Linked DNA regions of Lactuca sativa: region 2 is linked to region 1. Evidence: chromatin contacts called from public Hi-C data. All regions are on one chromosome and are shown on one strand. The core of a region is the stretch at or near the end of the contact, and the rest is flanking DNA. Distances in the headings are between cores, read along the strand shown. Region 1 holds the start of LOC111906849 (PRA1 family protein F3). Region 2 holds the start of LOC111906851 (inactive protein kinase SELMODRAFT_444075).

Region 1 (6,659 bases), core at 2,708-5,207:
TCAATTACTGACATTGGTAAGCAAACGATTCCCCTATTTCCAGTTGATTTTATTCAACGATTGACCGAATGAAAATATTAATAAATAATAAATTGTATGAACTTAGATCAAAATGCCCAATGTGATTGAAATTAAGTTGACTTGTTTGTTTTTTTAAGTTATTCATCAAAATGACCATAAATGTTAGACTCATATACCTAGATAACGACATAATGTCCATTTACCCAAAAACGACCATTATCCATGCGGACTAGTGATATAATCGTTCTCAAGTTTTAGCTTCATATTTATGGGAAAATGACTTAGGAGGGTAACTACCTCTTACTTGTGTTCACATATTGGCAACTTCTTCTTTTTTGTACATAATAAAGCAACTAACTTGTTTTAACTGTTTAAATTACACCAATATTACCGGCTAATACCTGTTTGAACCGGTAACTCAAAGGGAAAATGACTTCGGAGGGTAACTACCTCTTATCCGTGTTCACATATTGACAACTTCTTATTTTTTGTACATAAGAAAGCAACTAACTTGTTTTAACTGTGTAACATCTCAAAAATCATGACCAAAATTTTCGTTTTTAATTTAATACTAAAACCATAATTGTCAAACCATTAATTTAATACTCCAGCATCGGGCCCTGCCCGACATTAGGCCCCGCCTGGCATAGAGCCCCGCTCGGTATACAGATCTGTCTCTCTTAGGCCCCGCCTGCTAAACACATACAATCATATAACATGCTAACACATAAAGAAACATACTTTACTGTATCCTAGTCCTAAGAAACATACTCTGCTAATAATGAGATACAGAACATCGTCCGTACTCAACTGGTGATGAGATACGGGACCTCACCCACACTCACCTCCATACCAGGAACATACAAGTATCACACACACAACAAGTATAATCTAACATGCAAACATTCCTCGGACACCCGCCCGACATCGGACCTTGGTCTGGAATAACATACTAGCATACAATGCCTAGGGCTAACCGCCGAGTCTTCCTACTCATAGACTACATGAGCTGGCATTGTGGCCTTAGACCCATTCACACAGTGAGGAGACTCACCTTGCACTGCTGAATCCCTGGCTGGAACTAGCTGAGTACGGACGAAGTTTTGTATCTCATTATTAGCAGAGTATGTTTCTTAGGACAGGGATACAGTAGAGTATGTTTCTTTATGTGGTAGCATGTTATATGATTATATGTGTTTAGCGGGCGGGGCCCGGAGACAGGCGGGGCCTAAGAGAGACAGATCTGTATACCGAGCGGGGCTCAATGCCAGACAGGGCCCGATGCCGGAGTATTAAATTAATGGTTTGACAATTATGGTTTTAGTATTAAATTAAAAATGAAATTTTTGGTCATGATTTTTGGGATGTTACACAGTTAAAACAAGTTAGTTGCTTTCTTATGTACAAAAAATAAGAAGTTGCCAATATGTGAACACGGATAAGAGGTAGTTACCCTCCGAAGTCATTTTCCCTTTGAGTTACCGATTCAAACAGGTATTAGCCGGTAATATTGGTGTAATTTAAACGGTTAAAACAAGTTAGTTGCTTTATTATGTACAAAAAAGAAGAAGTTGCCAATATGTGAACACGGATAAAAGGTAGTTACCCTCTTAAGTCATTTTCCCCACATTTCTCGTGCATGCATTTTATTATTTTTGAAACTACTTTACATTCGGTCGGTACATAAAGTACTCATGAATGAGCTAGATAAGAACTCACGAGCTGCATATGGTTTTGTATATATAGTAACATTGAGGACGAGCAAGAATAATCACTGCAATATAAACAAACCAGAGACCGAATCGACCGTCTAGCTGGTTCGATGGTTTTACTGGTTCAACTGGTCTCATAAACCGAAAAAAACCGGATGATGTCATAATTATATTATTATTAATTTTAATTATATAAAAAAATACAAAAAATAAAAAAATAAATATTTTTAAAGTTCCCGGTTTTACCGGGCCAATTTTTACCGGTTCACATGAATACCGATTTTTTAGCCTTTAAGAACTGGATCCTGGACCGGTTCCCAGCAGGGACGGACCCAGGATTCTGTAGTAGGTTTTGCCGGTCCGTAACAGGTGTTGTCGATCCATAGTAGGTGTTGCTGGTGACACATTTTATAGTAGAAAAAAGAAAAAAAATCGAAAATTTTGCACTACGTCGGGAAAAAATAGGTGTTGCCGGTGCCACCGTTGGCACCATACTAGATCCGTCCTTGGTTCCCAGTTGAACCGGTCAAACGGTCTGGTTTTCAAAACATGGGTAAAAACTTTATTAAAAGATTTATGTTGAAGAATAGAATGACAATAGAGAAGAAGATGATGATCTAACATCTATCATTGATTATACATTTATATGCAAGTAAGTGACAAATGATCTTCGATTTTACATTTTTTTCTCTTTTGCTGAATCACTAATTATCTTATGTGTTCGGTATTGTCCTAGTGAATTAACATGCACCACAGGCTTGCGTCACCGATTGAGAGGATTGTCAATGACTACGTGTTTGCCTCTTTAGATGAGATTACGTTAACACCGAAAACAATTGTGTAGAATAATCCATGCTTTCTTGATGTTTAGTATATAATATTTCAGGCACCTTCTATATATGTAAATTAAAAGGCTTATAAATAAAAAACTTATTTTATGTCCATAATATAAAAGTTTTTTTAATTTTTTTTTTGTAGGGATCCTATATAAATTGTTTGTCTACAGTTGATTGAAAAGATATTAGACTCACTAAATCATTGAAAAAACTTATGACAAGAGGTTATTAATTAACAAGCTCCATAAAGACTTAGTTATAAAAAAGCTTGCTTTTTGGATGATAAAAACGGTTGCAAAACTAGTCGACTTAAGAAAAAAAATAAGCACTTTTTACAAAAAGGAGTCGATTAACTTAGTTCTAAAAAAGCTCATCTATTAGTTTTTTAAAATTTCATTTTCAAATTTTGTGAGCTTTTTGGATGATAAAAACGTAGGCCTGGTAATGGAACGGGTTTTGACCCTGATCCGATCCAAACCCTTAACAATAATATGGGTTTGGAGCATAGTTTTGATCCGTTTACCCGTTAACGACCCATACCCGCTAACCCTTTTATTAAAAGGGTCGGGTATGGATCATTACCGATCCGCTCCGTTTAAAACCCGCCCCATATAAATTTTGGAAATATAAATTTATATTTGATATTGCCTAAAGTTTACATTAAATTCCAATCAGAAGTCCAAAGAGAAAAGGCCAAAGACTAAATTGTTTTTACATAGAACTCGATGACTCAACTTCTAGACTTCCAGTCTTCTCCCAAGAGTCATGATTTCATTTCATTTATATTTCATCATGTAATCACCAATTTAATTTATAAATCAATAAAGTCATTTATCAACCGGACTAAAGTTTGTAATTACTATTCTTTATCAATGCAATCGACGATTAAAAACCAATTGGAAGTAACTAAAATAATGATTTTAATTCCAATAGAAAGTCCTCGAGTACATAATGTGTTTTTTAAATCAAAACTTAGTTTTATTTAATAAATGTGATTTTATGATTTAAGTAAAATGTGTTTGATTATTCAAAAAACTTACGGGTTACGGGGCGGGTTTGGATATCTGCTGATTCGGTGGATAAGGGTATGGGTTTGATTATTTAAAACCCTGCGGGTTACGGAGAGAGTTTGGATCGGATTTTGAAATTTGTTAAAATGGTTTGGATCAAGGTCGATTCGCTCCAAACCCGCCCCATTGTCAGGTCTATAAAAACGTTTGCAAAACTAGTCGACTTAAAAAAAAAGCATTTTTACAAAAGGAGTCGATTAATATAGAATCGTTAAGAATTAACAAGTTAAAGAACATTTTATAGGGATCAAATTCGAAAAAAAAAGATTATAAAGAAACCGGTTTGTAATTAAGTCCTTAATAAGATACCATCAGTTGTCGCAATACGGCAAATAGTTATCCAGCATACACGACAGCTTGAACTCCCCAATTACTTGTCTACTACCAATAAAATCCACGCCCTTGCCCTTCCCGGAAACCTTCTTCAGATCACCGGCGGCAATGACGACGTACGGCACGATTCCGACGTCATCAGGCGGAGGTTCAAATCTCGAATACCTCTCTCGAGCTAAAGCACGCATAAAATCTGGATTAGGCACGCGGCGTTCCTGGAAAGAGATGTTCAATTTCCGTTCGGTTGACCTTCCTCATGGCGTCTCCGATGCGTTTTCACGAATCAAAACAAACATAGGTTACTTCCGTATGAACTATGCGATACTCGTGCTGGTGATTTTGTTTCTTAGTCTGTTATGGCATCCGGTTTCGTTGATTGTATTCGTGGTGATGATGGCGGCTTGGTTGTTCCTTTACTTCCTCCGTGACGAGCCTCTGGTGATTTTCCACCGTACAATTGACGACGGCGTGGTCCTTGTGGTGTTATCGGTTGCGACGATACTTTTGCTGTTGTTGACCGGCGCAACGATGAATATAATTTCATCGATTCTTGTCGGATTGGCTGTTGTGGTGATTCACGCTGTTTTCAGGAGCACTCATGATTTATCCTTAGACGATGAGGCAGGTGGCTATCTGGCATCTTCTTCGTCTTAGAAGGTAGATTCGAAATAGTTTGCGTATAATCTGCAACTCTTTGTTTGTTTGTTTGATTGTTTTTGTTACTGATTCGTTTTCTTGGCTTCTGTTACTCGTTAATTTTGGCACGAATCTTTTGTACCTATGTCGCTATTTGTGTCCATTTGTGTGAAAAGCAAACTTCAATTCCTTCCACTGAAATTAAGTTCTCCATTTCTGCTCAAGCCATACCTTCAGGTTGAGTCTACACTCTTCACTGCACATTTTATCATGTAATCAGTGGCAATCAGATCAGGATATGAACTTTTTTTTATAGCTACTTGATTTGAAGGGTAAAAAAGACATGAAGCATCCTTTGATAGAATTGAATTACAGGCTAGGAAATTAGTCAAAACATCTAATCTGTTCTTGTTGATTTATTACTTTGTTTGTTGTCTGTTGTTGTAGTTAATTGTATCAAACCCAACTACAGGCTTTTCTGTGTTGTTTTTATCTGCTGGGGTGGTGCCTACCAATGATTTCTTTGTCCACCAACTTCATTACTATGCAATCCGTATTAAATCTGACCAAATTGCCCTTCCTAATTCCTACTCTTGACAACTCATTTTTGTTCTACTAGTCTTTTAATGGCTCATCAACAGTCAACGCTACTACAAAAATGCATTGCAAGATCCTTTTATTTGTTTAAAAGATATGGTTGGTATCATGTGTATTTTTCTAGTGGTTTGTTGTCCACTTTTGTAAGTTTTTTTAAGATAATAATTTTTTATGATTTAAAATGTATTAACTTTAAAAAAGTTGATAGGTTATATTTTGTGATTTCAGATTTAATATGTTTCCTTTGTGTAAACTCTGAGGACAATTGCACTAGTTTTATTTGAATTTAGGGGTTGTGTTTGTAAATAAAGCTTGATATATGATATGATATATCTTAGAGAATCACAAAAATTGCCAAAAATTAGGATAAGCTTTTAACTTATGGCCACATTTGCTTAATTTCCTTCAAAATTACCATCTATCTTACTCTTCTCTCACTCCCCTACCTTCAACAACTACTTTTAAATTCACACAACAATATTTATTTCATGATATGCAACAATTTTATCCTATACAAAACCTAACCCTAACTCCATTCACCAACTTCTGGCCTCTTCCCCAATAATAATAATGTTGAAGGAACCATGGATCCAAAAACTGTAATAATCAGATATTTCATCTTTGGATTCATCAAACACAGTCAAGAAGCAAGAGTTCAAAGAGATTAACGAAGACTATCTTCCGTACAAGTCTTATGTTGCACTGATTTGATTTTGTCAGAGTATAGTTAATGTTGTGTTTTCCAAAGTCTTTAGAGAGTTGGATCAAAGAATTCCTGAAAAGAAAAGAAATCCCCAAGAGTTCAATTGGCTTATAGACTTTCATATTCATCACTCTAAAAGGAAAAACAAAATCGTTAAAAAAAACGAAGCTTTAAACATGCCGACTTCTATCTATGCAACATACAGAAGAATAGGAAAGAAGAAGAAGTCACTTATGCGGACTTCAAAGACATCAACCCCGAAGACTTGAATGAATTGCCAAAAAGTTCAATGTCAAAGCTGAAAAATACACTCCAACTTCAAACTTCAAACTACCATATATTCCACTCATAGAGTTTTTGGAATCATTGCTTTTTGATATCACTTTCATTGATGGTGAACTTTGCCAAGTGTGTGATCGATGATATTATAAGATCGAAGTATGCCAGCCACTCCTCGTTGAAGGAGTTAATGCATGACTGGCGAAGAGATTGTGTCTTGGTGTGTTAGCAAAGGTCGGAGAAATGGAGAGTGAAACAAAGTTGGAGAGAATCATCCTTGAAGACATGTAGACAGAACTTTGGTGTGTCTAACACATAAGTTGAAGCTTAACGAATTATTTATCATGTACAATCTTTTATAATATATTGTCAGGGTGAAGTTATGTGTATTGTCCACCAAACCTAAGGCTATAAGGTATGTTCTGAACATCTCATTTATGGGTGAAAATGATTATTCATCATCATCATACAT
Region 2 (6,659 bases), core at 2,184-4,683, 200 kb after region 1:
TATATATATTTACATACCAGAGGTTCAAAATCATGGGTGATGAGGATGTTGTTTGGGCGCATGTCTCTATGAACAATGCAACCTACTCTGCATTCTTCATGAAGATACCGCAATCCTCTAGCGGCTCCCAGAGCTATTTTTTGGCGTGCTGACCATTCTAATGCATCCCGATCACGTCCTGCATACATCACAACTCCATGTAAACAGTGCTTACAATTTGCAACAAAAGGGTAAAATGGTCATTTTGTCTCTCCCATGAAGTGATGTATGTGTAAATGATCTCTTGTATGGAGAAAATGTGTTGTACACACAAAGATTGTGTTTTGTGGACTAAATGGAATGTGAATGTCTTAATGTGAGTAAATGACTATTTTACCCTTCTCCAATACGAGTGATAAATGGATATATGTGTGTCTGGAGTAAAGTAAATGTTCTGTACATAAAGACTGTCTTTTGGGGACTGAATGAAGTGTTTGAAATTTGAATATGAGTAAATGAATATTTTACCCTTCTCTTAGGGAAGAAGATGAATGGTTTTTCAATAAAAATGGAAAAATGATACTTTAACCCATCTGTATGTATGAACTCTTTGAGTATGAGAAAATGTCCAATTCACCCTTATATTTATTTTGAGTGGAGGGTAGTTGTAAGAATTACCATAAAGATGAGAATCCAGGGAGCCATTGCATACATATTCATAAACCAGCAACCTCCTTCGATCCTCCATACAGAATCCAATCAACATAACAACATTTCGATGTTGAGCACAGCTTAAAACTTCAACTTCAGAACAAAATTCTTGATCCCCTTGAGAACTTGCAAGTTTATGTTGTTTAACAGCAACAGCTTGTCCATCTGGAAGCAACCCTTTATGCACAGATCCAAATCCTCCTTCAGCCAAAAAATTATTCACAGAAAATCCTCCAGTAGCAACCTCAAGTTCCTCATAAGTAAACCACCTTGGAGGCTTTCCAAAAATAGGCGCCTTATGTTGACATATTGAACACAATGGAGGTGGGAAAGAAGGGGTGCTTCTTGATAAAGATATTGCATCTCTTACATTACCTCTAAATTCTGTTTCAGAATGTTCACTTTTGGAAGTTTGAGAGAATTGAGAGGTTGAAGTGAGGATGTCAATCATCCATGGTTGAAACCTTCTAGAGAAAGATGAAGAGAGATTCTCACTCTCTGAGTCTGAACTCGACTCAGCGAGTTCGTGATTTTCTTTTATAGGGATGAAAAATGGTGAAGTTCCTGGATCAGAACTTGAAATTGAAGTCCCGGGTTCGGTTAAAGATAATGCCTCGGGACTAAATTGAGGCGAATAATTTTTGTCTTTTTGTAGGTTTTTAGATGATTGATTTGTCATATGGTTTGCTTGAGGTGGATTCTTGGGTGATCCAATTAAATTGAGGCGAATAATTTTTGGGCGTGATTTCTTGATTGTCACAATGTTGCATTGCAACTCTTCCATACATCGCTTTTGTTCATGTTTCAATTTTCTACAAGGAACATAAAAAGTGGTAAGTTATACAAATTATGTCTAATTTAAAAGTTTATAATCTATTGATTGTAGTTTCGAGTAGTACTTGTCTAATACGACCCAAGTAGCCTGAATTTGTTTGGCCTCTAGAGCAACTGCTCCGTATGGCAATCCAGAAACTGTTTTTATCTTCACATTTATCTATTATGAGATAAGGGCAAATTAGTAAATTACTCAGTCCCCAGTAATCATGGAGATTTAGAAAAAGGAAAGCTTTAGATGGACATACCTTATTAGGATCATACATGTTATGTAGTTGAAGAATCATTTGGGAGCAGGAATCTGCTATATCACTTTTTCCTAAATATGACCTCCAATGGCGACTAGCACAATCTCCAGTAAATCTTGGAAGACCCCATAATCTTTTACCTAATTTAGAGTAAAGAAAGAGAAAATGGTAATGACAATCAAGAACAGGTGTGAAGTTCAAGAAAGAAGCATAAATTTATAAAAAAAAATTACCTGAAGGCATGACAACAAGCAATGTAATGCAATGCCCAGGTTGAACCACATGAGTCAAAGCCCAAACCAAAGCTGATTTTGGAATTTCCCTGGATGCTTTAACAGCAACAACGACTGTTTCAACATTATTTGAGTCCTTCTCCTGCTTTCCCATGCTCCTTTCTCTAGTCATTGAGCTCAGAAATAGAAAGAAGAATGCCTTCTGATGTGGTTTTTATGATGTACTTTCCCACCAAACACATTACAGTGAATTCAATTTCTTCAAGAGACAATACAACTGCGTAAAAGAAGGTTTTAATGTTTTGTACCAAAGATTGACAAGATGAAAACATAATGACAATTACTGTGTTTGACTCTTTGTACTCTGCCGACCATAAAGTTATGATTCCATAAATATGTAGAGGCAGAATAATTCTCTGTTATTCTGTAAGAGTAATCGGACCCCTACCTGATAGTGATACCTCAGTAGTCCACCCTTTTGAGTTTTGACCAGCAGTCAGTTCCTTTACAAATCTCAAGTCCAAGTTGTACTTACAAAGAAAAAGCAAATCATTCCAGAATCCAGGAACTTGCTATTCAAAATCTGCAAAACATCAAGTAAATAATTTCAGAAATACCATAAATGGCGAGCACTTTGAAGCACATGAAGCGCAAGATACACAATTGGTGTATTAATCGTTCAGTTTCTAATTACGTCTTCGGACACTACAATAGAATTGAACAAATACAGCAAAAAATTAAGAATCCCAATTTATATACATAAATTATCCCGAAAGAGTAGAGTTTACCTATAGATTGCGTATGTGATATGGCAGCAGATTTCAGAAACTTCAGTTGTTATAGCTTCACTTCAAAGGAGAAACGACATCCACCAATTAATCCTGCAATATCCACAATACGTCAAAATTTTACAGCGTCATACACAAGTATAGTTACGAAATACACAAATGCACGAATTAAAACGGATTTTAATCATAAATTCGACACCAAAAATCTCCTTCATTTTGCCAGAGTTATATGCAATGGAAGTATGGAACTATGGAACTATCTCCAACAAAACAGTCGCATCAAAATTTTACACGTATAGCTGCTATAAACTAACATTTAATAACGCGAGGCGAGTGGCTGAAGATTTTCGACAATTCGAAACTTCTCCGAATGAAAATAAATTTCTAAAACGAATTAAACAAATATTAGAGATATTGTAATTGGCACCTGTAACGAAGATCAAACGCAAAGATATCAACAAATCTGAACAAACATTTACCCTATCTGTATGATCTTCTGCCGACGCTCAATAGTTTGGGTTTTAATGGAGAAAATTGACTACGGATTACCCTGGTCTTGCTGAATCCTCACTACTGACACCTTCGTTTTCAGAAAAAGCAATCTCGAAATAGGCGGAATTTGCTTAATTAAATGTTCCTCTCATTTACCGTCGAAAGCGACAACTTATAGGGGGTATGAAATTTGAACTCGAATAGTTGCATTTAGCCGCCTCGAGATTTAAAATTTGACCAAAAGGTCCTTTGTTAAATTTTAATTATGCTTTATGTAACCTAACAATTAGCGGTTACTCTTTTAACAAATTAGAAAATTGACAACACTTGCTTATAAGAAAGAGTCAGGCGTCGTTGAGTCGCTCAACTGGATCCACATAAAACGTAAGTGCAGGCCTTTTATATATACGATCTTTGTACAAATTTTATCTTTAGATACATCTTTGTACAAATTTTATCTTTAGATACATCTTATTTACTCAATCAGCAACAAAAATCAAAGAAAAAGAACAACAAAAATCGAAAAAAAAGAATATAAGGTTAGAAATTCACCTTGGTGATTACGTTTTTATTGCATGAACTTATATATAACAAAGTAATTTGGCTATGTTTGATAGACTACCTGAAAAGTTGTGAGTAGTTGAAAATGTAGTTGATAGCTAAAGGACGTGTATGACAAAAATAGCGGGTAGCTTGTAGCTTTTAACGTTTTGTTAAATGTTAAATGAAGTAGCATTTGAATTTGAAGCGTTTTAATTAAACTAATGCTAGAAGTTTGTAGTGTCAAACGACACTTTTATTTTAAACGGAGCGTTTTGTCAAACGCTAGAAGTTAGAAGCTTTCAAACGTTCCGTGTTGAAAACACCCAAAAAATTAGTTGTCAGCTGATAAAAAATAACATTTGGTAAAAACTAACTAATTAGTTAGCTGGAAAGTGTAAAATGACATAAAAATATGTAGAAAAATATGTTAATTATAATTAATAAAGAATATATATGAGAGAATTTTCAAAAATCTCTATAAGCTAGTTGAAAAACTATTGTGAGTAGTTTTTAAGAAGATAGTTTATTAGCTATTTATTTGGTTTATCAAACATAACAACCTAAAAAAAACTTTAAAAAATAAACTAACTTATAAGCTAGTTGTGACGTGTCAAACGTAACTTATATATGAGTTACGATAGTCATTAGAATCATTAGAAGTTATTAAGAATTATATAAACAAGTCAAAACATCGAAAAATAAATCGAGTTATTCATCATATTGGTTTAAAAATGAAAATGGAAATTTAAACATTCAAATATTAATTAGTTCATATTCACAATAGAAACTTGAAAGAAGTATAATTTTAAAAACTCATAATTCTAAAATAATATATATATATATATATATATATATATATATATATATATATATATATATATATATATATATATATATTTCAATTAAATTAAAATGATTTCACAATATCAACTACTTAGACTACCTACATAAATATTTATAACTTATGATATATTATATGGATACATTTTGATTCAGCATAAACTACCAAATTTCTTCTCTATCATTCATTAATTATATAAATAATAGTTATAATAACCATGTATTGGATGAGTTTATTTAAAAAAAAAAATATGAAGATGTAAATATTTGTGAGCTTTGAATTTATAAGAAAAATAATGAATTATTAAAATTAAAAATATTTTTTATTTTTTAAATTTAAACAAATAATTTAGATAAATAAATAAATAAAACTAGTGAGAAGTTTAATTTGAGAATTCTGAAATTAGAAAGTAAGTATATTAATGAAATTGTAATGTATTTATTATTACATTTAAATCTATATGAGATTTAATAAAATAAAAAAAAAACCTATAAAATAGCATGCAGAAAAAAATAACTTAAAATAATCACAAAATACATTTGAAAAAATAAATAAAAATATGACGATTTTTATTATATTAACGTAGATTTGTGACTTTTAATATTATTATATTAAAATAGATTTGTGACCTTTTCTATATTATTTTTTAAGATAAGATACAGTCTAGAAATACTCGTCCCACGTAAATGAATAAAAGCTTTGTTTGTGAAGTAATACTTGAAATAAAGAGCATATATAACTTTTTTATATATTTGGAAATTGGAACGACTTGGCTTCTTTTCAGATTGTACAGCAGGGGCTTTATATGGCAAAAGGTAAAAGTGAAAGGGTAGTTGTTCAAAATTTGAAATCATTGCAGCGCGCAGTGTGTATGAACTTGAGTGAAAGGAAAAGTTGAAGTAGATAGAATCTGGAGCGATCCTATAAAATATCATTAGACACCCAACTTTTAACTAATTTAGTCAAATATAATACAACATATAACGAATAAAATAACACTGGTATATAAATGATTGAAAAAGTGATGTAATATTCTTATTATTAATTGTCAAATAATTTCATATATTTTTTAATATATAATTTCGTTCTATCCAGAGCAAGTTCCTTACAAAATCATTGCTGCTTGATTCGTTTTTATTTTAAATTATAAAGTTTTCTTAAATAAAGAATTGTCCAAATTTAGCGTTTTCCTTTTTATATTCAAACATAACTACATAAGCCACTATTTCTAAATTTTCAACTGTGAAGCGATTTATTTATTATATATTCGTACCATACAAATTTATTAAAAATGAAAAAGTTATACAGTATTAAGTTTAATTATTAGATTATTTTGAAAACCAAATAATAAAAACCCAAATGGAAGTTTTTTTTAGCACCGCCCGCTTTTTTAAAATATTATGGTAATTTCATCGTATTTATGCCACTTGATGTAACTGAAATCAAAACAAAAAGTTTATGGTGAGTTTGGTTGTAGAAAATTTTCTAGTTTTCTAGGAAAAATTTTTAAGAAAAACGGAAATTTTGAAAACGCGTTTGGTTTATTCAGTTTTTCAAAATTTTACAAGAAAATGAAAATTTTCAGTTTTCCAAATTGTATGTAAATTAGAAAAGTGATTTTTAAAGTTTTCCAAAGTTTTTCAAATTTCTAAGATGGAAAATGAAAACTCTTCCCGTTTCAACCAAACGTTTTTTTCTAAAATTGTCATTGAAAATTAAAAATGAAAACTCAACTCTATTTTCTGAAAACATTTTCTTAGAAAATGAAAACAATTTTCCACAACCAAACGCACCCTTAGGGTGCGTTTGGTTGTAGAAAACTATTTTCATTTTCTAAGAAATGTTTTCCGAAAATAGGATTAAGTTTTCGCTTTCAATTTTCAATGAAAATTTTAGAAAACGTGTTTGGTTGAAACGGGAGGAGTTTTCATTTTCTATCTTAAAAATTTGGAAAACTATAAAAATCACTTTTCTGATTTACATACAATTT

The links. A called contact is a pair of places that touch in the nucleus more often than the background predicts.
Region 2: a contact with region 1 is called in a Hi-C map of leaf, with 4 times the contacts expected there. The contact joins the promoter of LOC111906851 here to the promoter of LOC111906849 in region 1. A contact is called at or near these places in 2 of 4 Hi-C or Micro-C datasets (leaf and seed).

Annotation. Positions count from the first base shown.
Region 1 is chr4:169,123,181-169,129,839 of Lsat_Salinas_v11, forward strand. LOC111906849 (PRA1 family protein F3) reads left to right here and starts at 3,958. Exons shown (of 2, transcript XM_023902625.3): 1 at 3,958-4,629; 2 at 5,228-6,654. The coding sequence starts at 4,081. The coding sequence ends at 4,626.
Region 2 is chr4:169,323,997-169,330,655 of Lsat_Salinas_v11, forward strand. LOC111906851 (inactive protein kinase SELMODRAFT_444075) reads right to left here and starts at 3,434. Exons shown (of 12, transcript XM_042901211.2): 1 at 3,273-3,434; 2 at 2,794-2,886; 3 at 2,454-2,588; 4 at 2,006-2,282; 5 at 1,773-1,912; 6 at 1,590-1,684; 7 at 658-1,502; 8 at 18-178. The coding sequence starts at 2,177.